Regions from separate parts of the Mus musculus genome. Here all the other regions are linked to region 3. The links are chromatin contacts, called in public ChIA-PET and promoter capture Hi-C maps. All regions are on one chromosome and are shown on one strand. Each heading gives the region's core, a stretch centred on a gene start, on an enhancer-like site or on the middle of the called end of the contact. The rest is flanking DNA. Distances are from core to core; before and after follow the strand shown. Region 1 holds the start of Gfus (GDP-L-fucose synthase). Region 2 holds the start of Gpt (glutamic pyruvic transaminase, soluble). Region 3 holds the start of Parp10 (poly (ADP-ribose) polymerase family, member 10).

Region 1 (4,317 bases), core at 65-2,564, 310 kb after region 3:
AAATAAAATAAGGTAAAATAAAAAGAAATGATAGATCTGAGGCATTTTAAAGAGGCTGTGGTTTCATATGGGATGAATTTGTCTTTTGTGGAATAAATTCTAAGTAACTGGGCTACTCAAAATAGAATTATTCCTCAACACTGGAAGGGGCTGGTAACAGCTGTACTAGACTCTGGTCCACAATTGCAAACTCTAACTAAATTCAATGAGTCATTTAAAAGACATAAAAATGAGAAGAGGCGGGTTGGAGAGATGGCTCAGCGGTTAAGAGCACTGACTGCTCTTCCAGAGGTCCTGAGTTCAAATCCCAGCAACCACATAGTGGCTCACAACCATCTGTAATGGGATCTGACACCCTCTTCTGGTGTGTCTGAAGACAGCTACAGTGTACTCATATACATAAAATAAATAGATTTAAAAAAATTAGAAGAGGCTCAGGGGGATGAACTCATTTTGTAGAACAGGCTGGCCTCAAATTCAGAGATCTGCCTGACTCTGCCTCTCAAGTGCTGGAATTAAAGGTAGAGTGTGCTCTCCCACACTCTGTGTGTGTATTCTTAAGCCTGTGTCTCTATTTTTAAATTAACACTACTATCACAGTTGATAGACATATAAACTTAGCTAAACTGAATAATCTGCTGTCCTACTTACCTCCTCATAACCAATATTTTTTAGGTTTTTTTTTTATACATTATTTAGTTTTTATGTATGGGTACATGTGTGGGACAGTGTGAGCGTGAAAATCAGAGAACGACTTGTGGAAGTCAGTTCTGGCTTTCCAGTAAGTGGATCCGAGTGGATCGAATTCAGACGAACAGGCTTGGAGTTAAGTACCTTTAAAAACACCATTCCAACATTGGCTGATATTTTAATTTTTCATTATGAAACACACTTTAAGATGTTGTCGAGGTAGAAGAGATTTTATTCACTGCTTTAAAATACTCAATTTAGGTAAAGAAATCGAGTCTTGTGTGAACTCTTGGCTGGAACACACAACTGGTAAGGGATGCTGGCTCAGCCAGGCGCCTGGCCACTCAGACACGCAGACCGGCTAATGGGAAATGATTTTCCTTGCAGGATAAGAACTGGAGATTCCTTGCCAGCCCACTAGTCCCTTGAGGGACCTGTGTCCGTTTAACCACTAGAGTGTGTCTAGGTGTGCAGCTTGTCCTCTGCATTGCAGTTCCAGCGGTGAGACGGGACCATCCCCGCCCCGCCCACAGGACTCGGTTTCCCAGATGGCCGTGAGGCCCAGAAGACATTTCCCAGAAGGGCCCGCGCCTCACTGGCGCGTGACAAAGACTCCATTTCCCAGAGTTCCCCGGGAGGGTCTCGCCCCCCTCCACTTGAACCGGGAATAGCTGGAGAATTGTGCACCGGAAGTAGCTCTTGGGCTGGTGGAACCCATCGCAGGTGAGATTTACAGTTGGATTCGGCGCAGCAAACCGGGGATCTCGCAGGCTGGTCAGGGCCGTAAGAGTACGTCTCGCATTGTGGGTCTACGTGGGGTTGGGCTGGGTCGGGAACCAAGGGGTTTGGGGCCCGGGCCCTTGCTCATCTTGGTAACGGTGGAGCCATGCGGCTGGTTCAGAGCCCCCCTACAGAAACCGTAAAAAATTCCAGCGTCCTGAGGCCGTCCAGCGGTGCACCCTGCCCTAAACTACTAGGCTTTCTTAGACCGTAGGCTATCAGCTCAGCATTTGTGGGTACGGGACTCCAAGTACGAGCACCGCCCCTTGTCTGTCTGTAGGGTGAACGTTGGGGAGAAGCAGCCGCTATGATCTGTGCAGGGACCTGCCAGCCCTAATTTTGCAGTCGTAGGGATGAGGTGTACCTTTCCTCTGCCTAGTAGGGTCATGGGTTGGAACCAAGCTACTTTGTTTGGGATGGCGGCCAGCAGGAAGCTATAATGCCCAGGGCAAAGGACTTCCTGGGGGAACAGAGTTGGGTGTGTCTGTCAGCCTGTTGTCGCTCCTCCTTGGAAGTTTTGATTCTGTGCCTGCTGCCATTGGCCAAGGAGAATGGGGTAGGGAAAATGGCACATCCTGTATCCTCCTTAGCTTACACCATTTGGCCCTCCAGGTGCAGACCATAATGGGCGAACCCCATGGATCCATGAGGATCCTAGTGACAGGGGGCTCTGGACTGGTGGGTAGAGCCATCCAGAAGGTGGTTGCAGATGGGGCCGGCTTACCTGGAGAGGAATGGGTGTTTGTCTCCTCCAAAGATGCAGATCTGACGTAAGTTGCGACCATATTCAGACCCAATTCCTCCTCTTGGTTCCCTTTCCAGACAGAATAATACCCTGACCGGGTTTGTTCCTGAGCCTAGAAGTAATCTACCCCGAGTTTGGGTCCTCCCTGCCAGGTGACAGGCTGTAGTTGCTGGCTGTGCTCTTAAGTAAACATCCTCCTGTAGTTCCGGGATTCCCAGCCGACAGCTGCTAAAGCTCTGAACTTAGCTACTTGTCTCTGTGGCTGCCCTTCCAGCCATGGATCCATTCAGTTTCTAGACTCACTGCCCAAGCCTCAAACTCCTGATCTCCTCAGGCCTCCCTAGCCCTCCCCTGACATCCTGGCTTCCCTCAGGGATGCAGCCCAAACCCAAGCACTCTTCCAGAAAGTACAGCCCACCCACGTCATCCATCTCGCTGCAATGGTAGGCGGCCTTTTCCGGAATATCAAATACAACTTGGATTTCTGGGTAAGTTGGAGTGCTCCAGGGGCAACAAGCATTGGGAGCCAGGAGCTTAGGTTCTTGAAACTTCCACAGGTTTACCCCCAAGAAGTCCCCGAGGGCTGGTTTTGTACAGCCCTCAGGACATTTGGCCAAGTGCCGACCTGCAGATTGAGAAGCTGAAAGAAACCTGCACACCACACTATGTATCTGGGACTGAGCTTGCTTGGCTGCTAGATTGTCTGTTTGTCTGTCTGTCTATATCTATTTACGTAATGTGCATTGGTGTTTTGCTTGTATGTATGTCTGTGTGAGGATGTCTAGTCTCTTGGAACTTGAGGTACAGACAGTTATGAGCTAGCATGTGGGTGCTGGGATTTGATCCTTTGGAAGAGCAGCCAGTGCTCTTAACTGCTGAGCCATCTCTCTGACCCCCAAATTTTTCTTTCTTTCTCTCCTTTTTGTTTTGTTTTTGGGGGTTTGTTGATTTGTTTTGGTTTTTGAGACAGGGTTGTAGCCCTGCCTGTCCTGGAACTTTCTCTATAGACAAGACTAGCCTCAAAACTCACAGATTCGTTGCCTGCTTCTGCCTCTGGAGTGCTGGGATTAAAGGCGTGCTCCATCATTGGCCAGGCTGCCAGATTCTTGTACTCCCAGGCTTGGTTTCCTCAGCCCTCTGAATCTACCAACCACTCCCGTATGTTGGAGTGTCTGTAGCATGTGCCTTAGGAGAAGGGGCAAAACGGAAGAGCCCTGCTTCTGCCCACCGTGCTCCTGAGAATCTGCCCTCCTGCCTTTGAGCAGTCAGTGGCTTTGATCTAGCTGGCCTAACTAGACACTGCAGTATGCAAAGGTTCCCACCAGATTTTGCCCCAGGACTCTCAACCAAAGCTCTTCTTGCCCATCCCACTCTTTTCAGCAAACTGCATGGTCTTTACCTCTCCCCTGTTCTTAGACCAACATGCCTTATATATGTTTAGGGAAGAAAACTAGAGAGGCACAGGGCAAGGCACTGACTCCTCACGAGTCGGAAGTGGAAGGAAGGCGTGTCCCTTGTAGTGGGAGCCCCACGTAAAGTTTTCTGCATCTCTACTACCTACCTACCCTGTGCTCAGTAGCCCTGAGGATGCCCCTCTGGCCTCTACACCCAGGCAGGCAGGGCAGGACCTCCTGGTGGTCCTTCCTAGAGGATGGTGGCTTCTATGAGGTCAATGCAGGGAGGCTTAGCCTTATTCTAGAAGCGCTTCAAATCCATAGGCACAGATGGCACTCATATCTGAGCCATGTCTGTGTGTGGAGGATCAGGAGAGAGCTCGGGTCCTCCACGGGCAGCCTGACCCACCTGTGCCACCCACCGCAGCGGAAAAACGTGCACATCAATGACAACGTCCTGCATTCGGCCTTCGAGGTGGGCGCTCGCAAGGTGGTCTCCTGCCTGTCCACCTGCATCTTCCCTGACAAGACCACCTATCCTATTGACGAGACAATGGTGAGGCGTGGGGCCTCCTGGGGTGGCCCCTGAAGGTGTGGTCAGAACCAAGAAATGGGGGTTCTCAGTGCATCTCCTCCTCCTCCTTCTCCAGATCCACAACGGGCCGCCTCACAGCAGCAATTTCGGGTACTCATACGCCAAGAGGATGA
Region 2 (4,282 bases), core at 628-3,127, 450 kb before region 3:
CTGTACGCACTCGCCCATGTAGCCCTTAGAGACTGAGTGGAAAGACGCGAGCTCCTGCTGCGTGGCATATGGTGGCCCCATCTCCGTGAGCACCTTCTTGAATGAATGGAACTGAGAGCCCTCAGCATATACATTGTCTTGGTATACCTGTAGGGGTGGCAGTGTCATTCAGGCTGGGGGCTGAGCTGCTGCTCACCACTCTGTGTGCCCCTGTGTGTACCTCATCAGCCATCAGGAAGAGTCCCTCTTCGAAAGCAAAGCGGATTACGGCCTCGATGCATTCACGGGTCTGCACCTGCCCTGGAGTGTGAAGATGCATCACTGACTGGAAAGTCAGCCGCCCGCGGGCAACAGAGAACCAAGCCCAAGAGTGCTCAGCCCAGGCGCTTGGGGTTGGAGAGCAAGGGCAGGTTCTGGAGGAAGAGGCGGGGCTGGAAGGAGGAGCCCAGTGAGGCGGAGCTAGCGGGGGGGGGGGGGTAAAAAGAGTGAAACTGCAGGGGGCGGAGCTGATAGGTTTACCCGTGGGGTTGCCGGGGTTGATGACGCATAGTACTCGAGGGCAGCAGCGGTCACGTGCCTGGCACAGAGCGCGCCGCAGCTCAGCGATGTCAAGAGCCCAGGCGCGCTCTTCGTCCAGGTAGTAGTCCACTTGCACGGCGTCCAGCTCAGCCAGCGCAGCTGAGTACAGTGGGTACTGAGGAATGGGAATGAGTACACCGGTTCGCGCACGGCCCTCGCCGGCTACCAGCAGCTTGAGCATGGTCTGTAGGCCGGATAGGGAGCCCAGCGTTAGTGCAACCAGAGTTGTACACCCCACCCCGCCCCCACCACCGCCCTGTGCTGACGCTGCTGCACCAGACTCAGCCCCATCTAGCCTCACACATAGGGCTACTCCGATTTGACCTGCCCTGCCCTGGGCTACCCTACCACGATGGCATCGCTGGCCCCTGTGGACAGAAATATGTTGTTCGGGTCTGCAGGGATGCCTCCGTCTCTCCTCTCAATATATTGCGCCACATCCTCCCGAATCGGCTGGATTCCAGAGCTAATGCTATAGGCACCTGAAAGGGGACAAGCTAAATGAGGTGGGCCAAGTCCTGTAATCTTCCCAAGGGACTCGTCCCTCTCTGCCTCTCCTTAAGGCTTGGGCTCCACCTAGAGCTCGCACTCACCCAGGCTGTGGCCCCCGCATGCCTGCAAGATGCGTTCTGCCCTTCTCTTGGCATCCTCTGGGAAGTCCGGACTGCTCAGAAGATTGGGGTAGACACAGAGGGCCAGGACCTGGAAGAACCAAGTACTGAGTCCAGAGCAGCTGGGGAAGGAGGAGTAACCACAGGTAGTACAGCAGCCTAACCTGGCGGAAGAAGGTGATGGGTCTCTGCCCCATGGCTTGTGCATCCCCAATATTGGCACGGATAACCTCAGTAAAAGGCTTCTTCACACCCTGGGAAAGAAAGGAAGCGGGCAGGGAGATTGAACACCACCACCCTACTCTACTGCCTTTGTCCCACATTCCACTGTGCTGGGGACGAGCTCAGCAGCCCAAGTTTAGCAGAAGGGCAGTAAGTGGCCCAAGGCAATACCTGGCGCAGCTCCTGCTCCAGCTCCAAGGCACGTTGCACGATGGGGCCTCGGACTGCATACTCCACCCTCCGCACACATGGGTTCATGGTATCCAGAGTTAGCACCTTCCCCTTCAGTCCATTCCTTGAAGCCTGGATCCGGTCATTCCTTTGTGAGGCCATGGCTGCTCAAAGCAGGCAAGAATGCTGGCTCAAGAAGAAGGGTCCAGTTGGGGAGCAGGGCTGGGAATGGGGAGTCTGCGTGAGGTAAGGCACCACCCTCTCCACGGCAGCCTTCTGGCCCTACTGAAAGGGGCAGAAAAGGCTGAAGGAACTGGAGCACCCTGGGCCCCGCCCCATCAGGCTGGGCACAGATCTGCCCCAGGGTGCCAGAGGGAGTTGGTAAGGCAGCAGGCGGGGCTTGGGGCGAGGCCCAGTGCCGCCTAGTGTCCCCACGAGGGAGCAAGAGACCCACTTGGGGAGTAGGGACAGACGGATGGTTCAATACTTGACACACTGGAAACTGGGAGAAGAGAGCACTGAGCATCTCAGCCTATTAAGAACAGAACCAGGGACTACTGGAGATTTACCCTAGCAAGGCCCAGCTGAAGCCTAGGCCTCAGACCTGATACACACTCCATCTTTACTTTAAGCAAGTGGACTTGTCTCCTAGGTAACTAAGCCAGGCCTTGGGAATCTGGGGAGCACTGGGGGAAGGGAGAAAGATGTGTAGTCTCTGGGTTCCATGGGGACTGACAGAGTGCTATGCTTGGACCTTGGTCTCTGATGAGCCACTGCAAGGGTTTAGGGGGAGGGGAAGAGACTGGAGACGGGACAGCTAGTTCTGGACACACCTCACCCTGGACTGCCCTCATGCCCTTTCAATACACATCAGCTTGAGGGTGCCCTTAGGTCGACAACCCAGGCCAAGGGTAACTAAGTCCCCTTCCCTGCTGCTCCTGATTGGTAGAGAGAACAGGAAGTGAGCTCTGATAGGCCCACAGTACCCCACTCCCACTGGCCTTCTAGAAAGCTTATAGACTTGCTCAACACCTGGTCATCTAAGCCCTTGGACCCATCATGGCTCAGGCTAAGGGCTGGGGAGAATGACTTCTAAGCTGGGCAGCAGGCAGCTAGGAAGGCATGAGGTGAGCCTTAATCCCTCTGTCCCTGGAGGCCCTGGAGTGGGGACACACTCACCTCTGATCTCTTGGCTCTGATGCCACAGTAGCCTCCCAGCTCAGTGGCCTTTCTCTGGCCCTCAGGACACACCACAGATTAATATAGGCTTGGCCCTGGCAGAACCTGCCACTGCCTGCCTCTTACTAGCAGGGCCCAAGTAGGAGTGGTAGCAGGTGGACTTCAGGCAGCGGCGGCACAGCCCTACTCTAAATTTAACCAGCAGTCATCACCAACCCTCCCCCAAGCCCTTCCAAGGACACTAACCCTCCAACCACAGGTGCTAGAGGAAGGACAGGCCCTGAGGATGGACACCAGGCTGACCAGGTCAGTGCCCATGTGACCTCGTAGAGATGGCCATGCAAATACAAATGCAACGGTCATGATCTAGAATTGCCTTCTTCCCTCTAGCTTGAGGCCCCTAAAGGGCCCCTCTCATTCTGATACACTGTCCCTAGCCAGCACAGCCCAAGTGGCCAACTGCTTGTCACCTATACCAGCACAGGCGGAAGCTGGCAGACATGCCCCAGGATCAGGGCTTCATGCCAGAAACTGAGACCATGACCCTGGGAAGCACCTAACTAATGCCAGTCTTCTGCCTGTTTCACGCTGCTGGCTCTGGCCCAGTCCTGTGGAAAACACTGTCTCCCTTCCAGCCAGCGTTCCTGTCCCTCTGCATGGCCACCCACTCCATCACCCATGAAGAGTTTTTTCCAAAGTGTCCTACTGCTTTCAGGAAAGCAAAGGGTTACAGAAGAGCCTCCAAGAAGCTGAACCAACTAGGAGAGGTGGAAGTTAAGGCTGGGCTTCTTGCCTATGGCCTTGAGCCTTTCTCCCACAAAGGCTGGGGCTGCTACCTGCAAGCCCGAGCATGCACCTATCTACAGGTTTGGGTGCTCCTGGGCATGGGTGGCTCCTAACCAGTGAGACACATGGGAAGGCTCCGTGGCAAACAGCCTTTATCAAGAGTCACAATAAACAGACTGTGGCCTGAGGCCCATAGGTAGAGCTCTGCATAGTCCATCCCTGAGCAAGGTGGCCAGTGTCCTGGGCTGGGAGGGGGATGGGGCTCTGTGCCGGCTCCCCCACAGCACAGGGGTATGTGCTAAGTGGGTCACCAGGCCAGAGATCGTGAGGAAGCCTCCGGCTGGGCATGGGGTTGAACCCTGCCATACTGAGGAATCACATTTCACATGAGCAAGCAACACGGCCTCTTCTCCACAGACGCCTCCTCCGAGGGAGCAGTGAGCTTGAGCAGGGGCGGGTCCCCAATTGTGCTGAAGCCACAGTCAGGCTGGGAGGTCCCAGCATCAACAGACAGGCCAGGCTCAAAAGTCTCAGGCCCTTCAGGGGCAGGTCGCTGAAGCTTTGCAGCCGCTCGCTGGCGTTTCAGTTCTGCCAGTGTGTGGTGGGCCTTGTCCCGGACGAGGGCATCAGGGGCACTGTTCTCCTCAGGACTCAGATGATAGGAGACACTCCGATCTAGACGCTTGGAGTACAGGTGTCTCCCGGGGGGGGCCCCTACTTGGCCATTGTGTGGT
Region 3 (4,240 bases), core at 76-2,575:
GATTAGAGGGATAGGAACTGGGGACAATTAGACTTTAGCTTTCACTGTCATTGGCTCCTGGGATTTGTAGCAGCCGCTGGTCCCCTGTCACCTCTGTGGAGGAGCCACAGTGGGGGTGGCAGAGAAGGAAAAAGGGTAGCATGGTCCTTCAAGAAGTCTTGGAGGCTCTCGATTGTGGGGGAGGTCATGGAGATTCAAGGACTACAGGGTTAGACATATAGACTGGGCAAAACCCCATGATCCTTTGGAAGAACAGCAGAGGTCGAGCTGGCCTGACTGGAAGGTGTGGGTAGAGAGCAGCAGCTCTGGAGATGAAAGAAACAAGCAAGCTATGGGGGCGGACAGGAAAGTGACTTCTCAAGGCACAGCCTCCAATCTGGGCATGCTTGTCCACACCTATATCTCCACCATTCAGGACTGAGAATGACAGAAGAATCCTTTCTAGTTCAAAACCAGTCCGGCCTGCACACTGAGTTTCAGGCAGTCTGGGCTACCGAGTGATACCCGGTATCAATAATAATAATAATAATAATAATAATAATAATAATAATGGCAAAGCTTAGGTGTGAGGCGAGGCCCTCTGGGTCCTGTCTGTGATTCCGGCTCCCCTTCTGTGGAAGGATGAACAGCAGAAAGGCATGTCAGCACAGTGGCTACATCGCGGGCAATGGTGATGAGCAAGGAGCATAGAAAGAAGGACTAGGCAGATGTGGGCTGAAGGGAATCACAAGGGAAAAGCTGTGTTATGATCTGAGCATTAGGCTTTTAAACAGTCACCTTTGTTTGTTTATGCGTGCACCCGCCATGCTGTGGCACACACATGGAAGACAGACAACTTGCAGGAATCAGTTCTCTATCATATGAGACCCAGGGACCAGAAAATTCGTCTCTGGGTTTGAGATTTTGGGGGGCGAAGGGTGGAACTGCTCACCCTTAGCATTTAGAAGCAAGGCTGATTATCCTCTGGGTTTGACGGTTTCTAAGAGCCGGACCCAGCCAGGGGCCAGCCTCTAAGATCAGCGCTGCTCATGTCTGGGACCCAGGGCACAGAAGCCTAGAGATTCTTGGGGTGGGGGGTTGACAGTGTGACTGTATCTCAAGCATCCCATAGGAAGGGTGATTAGCCACAAAGAGAAGCCAAAGAAGAAGAGAAAGTCTAGGAGACATCTGGTCTACCCCACTAGCTAAGAGGCTAGTGGGTGGTTCGGCAGAAAGGTCCTTAGAAGTTCCTTGTGGACTGAGGATTAAGGCTAGAGCAGGAGAGGAAGTTCCTGAACTACTTACAGCCTCTGGCTTAGCTCCTCCCTCTTTCCTGTCCCCAGTCAGTTTCACTTTTGTTTTCCTACCTTAGGCCTTCTGCCTGGGAAGGACAGCAGGCATAACTGACTGGCCTGAGACACTGGCCTGAGACAGCAGGGGTGAGTGTAAATATGGGGTGCTGGGGAGCAGCTGAGAGCGTGGGAGAGAGGACTGGACAGGGGAAGTGAGTGGTCCTCTTCTCCTCCCATGTGTTGCCGCCCAGGACTCTGATGGCAGAGGTGGAGGCAGGGGCAGCCTTGGAGCTCCGGGGACTGCCCCCAGAAATACCAGATGAGCTCATTACTCTGTACTTTGAAAACCACCGTCGCTCGGGTGGAGGACTTCTATTGAGCTGGCAGAGACTTGGCTGTGGGGGTGTCCTCATCTTTCAAGATCCTGCAGGTGAGGAGGTTGAATCAAGAGGTTGCCTGGGTGCCCTGAAGCGTTGCCATCTCTGACACTTTCATCTCTGCTCACAGATGCAAAGAGGGTCTTAGCCCAGGCAGAGCACCGACTACATGGTGTCCGACTGAGCCTGAGGCCAGCCCCACCGCGTGCCCCAGAACGTGTGCTTCTCCAACACCTGCCACCTGGCACTTCACCTCTGAGTCTGGAGCAACATGTTCAGGCCTTGCTGGGTGCTGCAGGACACCCCGTGCAGACTTGCCATGCCCTGGCCAGTCCTCGGCAGGACTGTGCCCTGGTCCAGTTATCCACGCCCCTTTCTGAGGCAGGTAAGAGGCACGTGAGAGGCAGGGCTGGTGGGGGGGGCGGCATAGCTTCTAGTTAAGGAGGGTGCCCGAGTTGATTCATATACTGCCCACAGAGGTCAGTGCCCTGGCAGAACAGGCCCGGAATCTGCCCCTGAATGGAGCCACTGTGTCCTTGGCCTGGGTGCCCCAGACCCGAGCAGTACGTGTGGTGGACAGTGCTTCTCCTGTGGACCTGTTATTGTTGGAGCTCTACCTGGAAAATGAGCGTCGCAGTGGTGGCGGACCCCTGGAGGGTCTGCGCAGCCTGCCTGGGCAGCTAGGCACTGTTATTTCCTTTCAGCAATGGCAGGGTAAGTGGTGTCTGAAATTAGGAGGACCCTTCCTCTACGCTAGAGACTCAGTGTGCTTTCTGTCTTCTCTCTCCCTCCAGTGGCTGAACGGGTGCTGAAGCAGAAACACTGGCTACAGGGCATTGAGTTGAGCCTTGTCCCTCACTATGATGTCTTAGAGCCAGAAGCGCTCGCTGAGGGCGTCAGTGGCAGGGACCATTCAGCTACTCAAGAATCTGGAGTCATTGGTCATGCGCCTACAGGAACTGGAGGACTGGCCGGGGCTCTGACCATGGCTGTGGGCTCTGGGGAGGCACCACAACAATTAGGAACCCTTCTAAGGGCAGGTCCTGTAGGAGCTCCAGGACAAGCCCTGCCAGTTGACTCGGGATCAATTAGGATCCAGGGGAGTATGGGGTCTACAAGCCCAGTCGATCCAGTAGAGAGCTCTACAGAGCTCCCAGAGCAAGTAGGACCCATGGCCTCAGACTCAGTGGGTGTTCAGGAGCAGGAGGGCCTGGGGGAAGTTGCCACAGGGCAAGAGGGGCTAATGGGTCTAGTGGGGACAGCCATGGAGTCTGTAGAGACTGGGCTGGAGAGCCCTGGGTATGGGGAGATGCAGAAGCAAGAGGGCCTGGTGGAAATGGTGATGTCAGTGGAACCAGGAGCTGTGCGCTACCTGCAGCTTTATTATGAGGACCTCCTCGCCAGCCTAGAAGATGTTGCCCTTTTCCCACTTGAAGGAACGGATGTGACTGGCTTTCGGGTGAGTGACCCCCCCTCAGGATCCCCTCAACTTTGCCTCTTCTCTTACTGGGACCCAGGTACCTTTCCTGTGCTCTGAACCCATAAGCTGCCCTCCTTCTGGTCCCGCAGCTGTGTGGAGCCAGGGCCCCCTGCCAGGCAGCCCAAGAGTTGCTTCAGAGTCTGCTGGGCAGCATTAGCTGTCACACGCTGAACATGAAGCACCCGGGCAGTGCCAGGTTCCTGCTGGGTGTGGAGGGGCAGCACCTTCTTCACAGACTGGAGGCTCAGTTCCAGTGTGTCTTCGGGACAGAACATCTGGCCAGCGCCACCCTGGACATAGACCCTGAAAGGGTAAGATGGAGTTCTACCTTTGTCCTTTTTTTTTTTTTCACGTGCCAGACCTAGATGTCTCCTCCTCTGCTGTGACCCTGACATCCTCTTCCCACAGACAGATCCCACTGAGGCCCTCCAAGTCCTCCATGGCCACATTACAGGCATCGATCAGGAGAGCTTGAGACTGGGTAGGACTCCTAGGGAGCCCGAGTACGTCCTGCGGTCTTTTCTTAACAATCCCCTCCCTGCCCTGCCCTGCCCTATCACTTGTTCAGTGACGCCCTTTTGGCCTACCTTGTACCCACGGATATGATCTCCATCTTTTTATATCTATTCCAATTCACCCTATTGTTTATCATCAGCTTCCTGGCTGGGCCCAGCCTTTGACCCAGTGGCCTCCCTTTGTCTTTAGAGGACGTCCGAGAGCTACTGGCTACCCTGGAGAGCCCACATGGAGGGGAGGACAGGGTGCCTCTGGAGATGGAGAAGGAGAAACCTGGAGGACCAGGAGAGACTGTTGTAGAGCAGCAGGAGGAAATCCCCACACTTGAGGCTGAGGAGGAGCCTGTGGCCCTTAGCACCGGGGCACGTGGGCAGTTAGAAGAAGAAGCCACACTTCAACTGGCTATCCACCGGTCCTTGGAGTCTCAAAGCCAGGTGGCAGATCAGCAGGAGGCTAATGCACTAAGGCGAGCCATGGCCCTTTCCCTGTTAGAAGCAGAAGAGGCCCTGGATGAGGACACTGGGGGCGAGGCCCAGCTGGTGGTGCACACATCCTTTGAGCAGGATGTGGATGAATTGAACCAGGCCTTATCCAAT

The links. Promoter capture Hi-C pulls out the DNA fragments that hold promoters and counts their contacts. ChIA-PET counts read pairs in DNA pulled down with a chosen protein or histone mark.
Region 1: a contact with region 3 is called in an RNA polymerase II ChIA-PET map of effector CD8 T cells, with 12 read pairs. The contact joins the promoter of Gfus here to the promoter of Parp10 in region 3. A contact is called at or near these places in 2 of 39 promoter capture datasets (embryonic stem cells and liver), 1 of 484 Hi-C or Micro-C datasets (embryonic stem cells), 3 of 115 datasets of contacts at active chromatin or transcription factors (the SCID.adh cell line, effector CD8 T cells and pancreatic cancer cells) and 2 of 9 other capture datasets (adipose tissue and liver).
Region 2: a promoter capture Hi-C map of pre-B cells shows a contact between it and region 3. The contact joins the promoter of Gpt here to the promoter of Parp10 in region 3. A contact is called at or near these places in 6 of 39 promoter capture datasets (the C10 cell line, the HPC-7 cell line, hippocampal neurons and 3 more) and 1 of 9 other capture datasets (liver).

The regions. Positions count from the first base shown.
Region 1 is chr15:75,926,815-75,931,131 of GRCm38.p6, reverse strand. It overlaps Gfus (GDP-L-fucose synthase), which reads left to right and starts at 1,314. Exons shown (of 11, transcript NM_001357005.1): 1 at 1,314-1,413; 2 at 2,083-2,240; 3 at 2,589-2,703; 4 at 4,037-4,165; 5 at 4,260-4,317. The coding sequence starts at 2,095.
Region 2 is chr15:76,694,321-76,698,602 of GRCm38.p6, reverse strand. It overlaps Gpt (glutamic pyruvic transaminase, soluble), which reads right to left and starts at 1,877. Exons shown (of 11, transcript NM_182805.3): 1 at 1,584-1,877; 2 at 1,355-1,444; 3 at 1,173-1,281; 4 at 928-1,061; 5 at 520-763; 6 at 221-300; 7 at 11-147. The coding sequence starts at 1,745. Ppp1r16a (protein phosphatase 1, regulatory subunit 16A) reads right to left here. Exons shown (of 12, transcript NM_001358933.1): 12 at 3,684-4,282. The coding sequence ends at 3,931.
Region 3 is chr15:76,240,525-76,244,764 of GRCm38.p6, reverse strand. It overlaps Parp10 (poly (ADP-ribose) polymerase family, member 10), which reads left to right and starts at 1,325. Exons shown (of 11, transcript NM_001163575.1): 1 at 1,325-1,418; 2 at 1,523-1,701; 3 at 1,779-2,033; 4 at 2,126-2,362; 5 at 2,443-3,107; 6 at 3,218-3,439; 7 at 3,537-3,609; 8 at 3,834-4,240. The coding sequence starts at 1,530.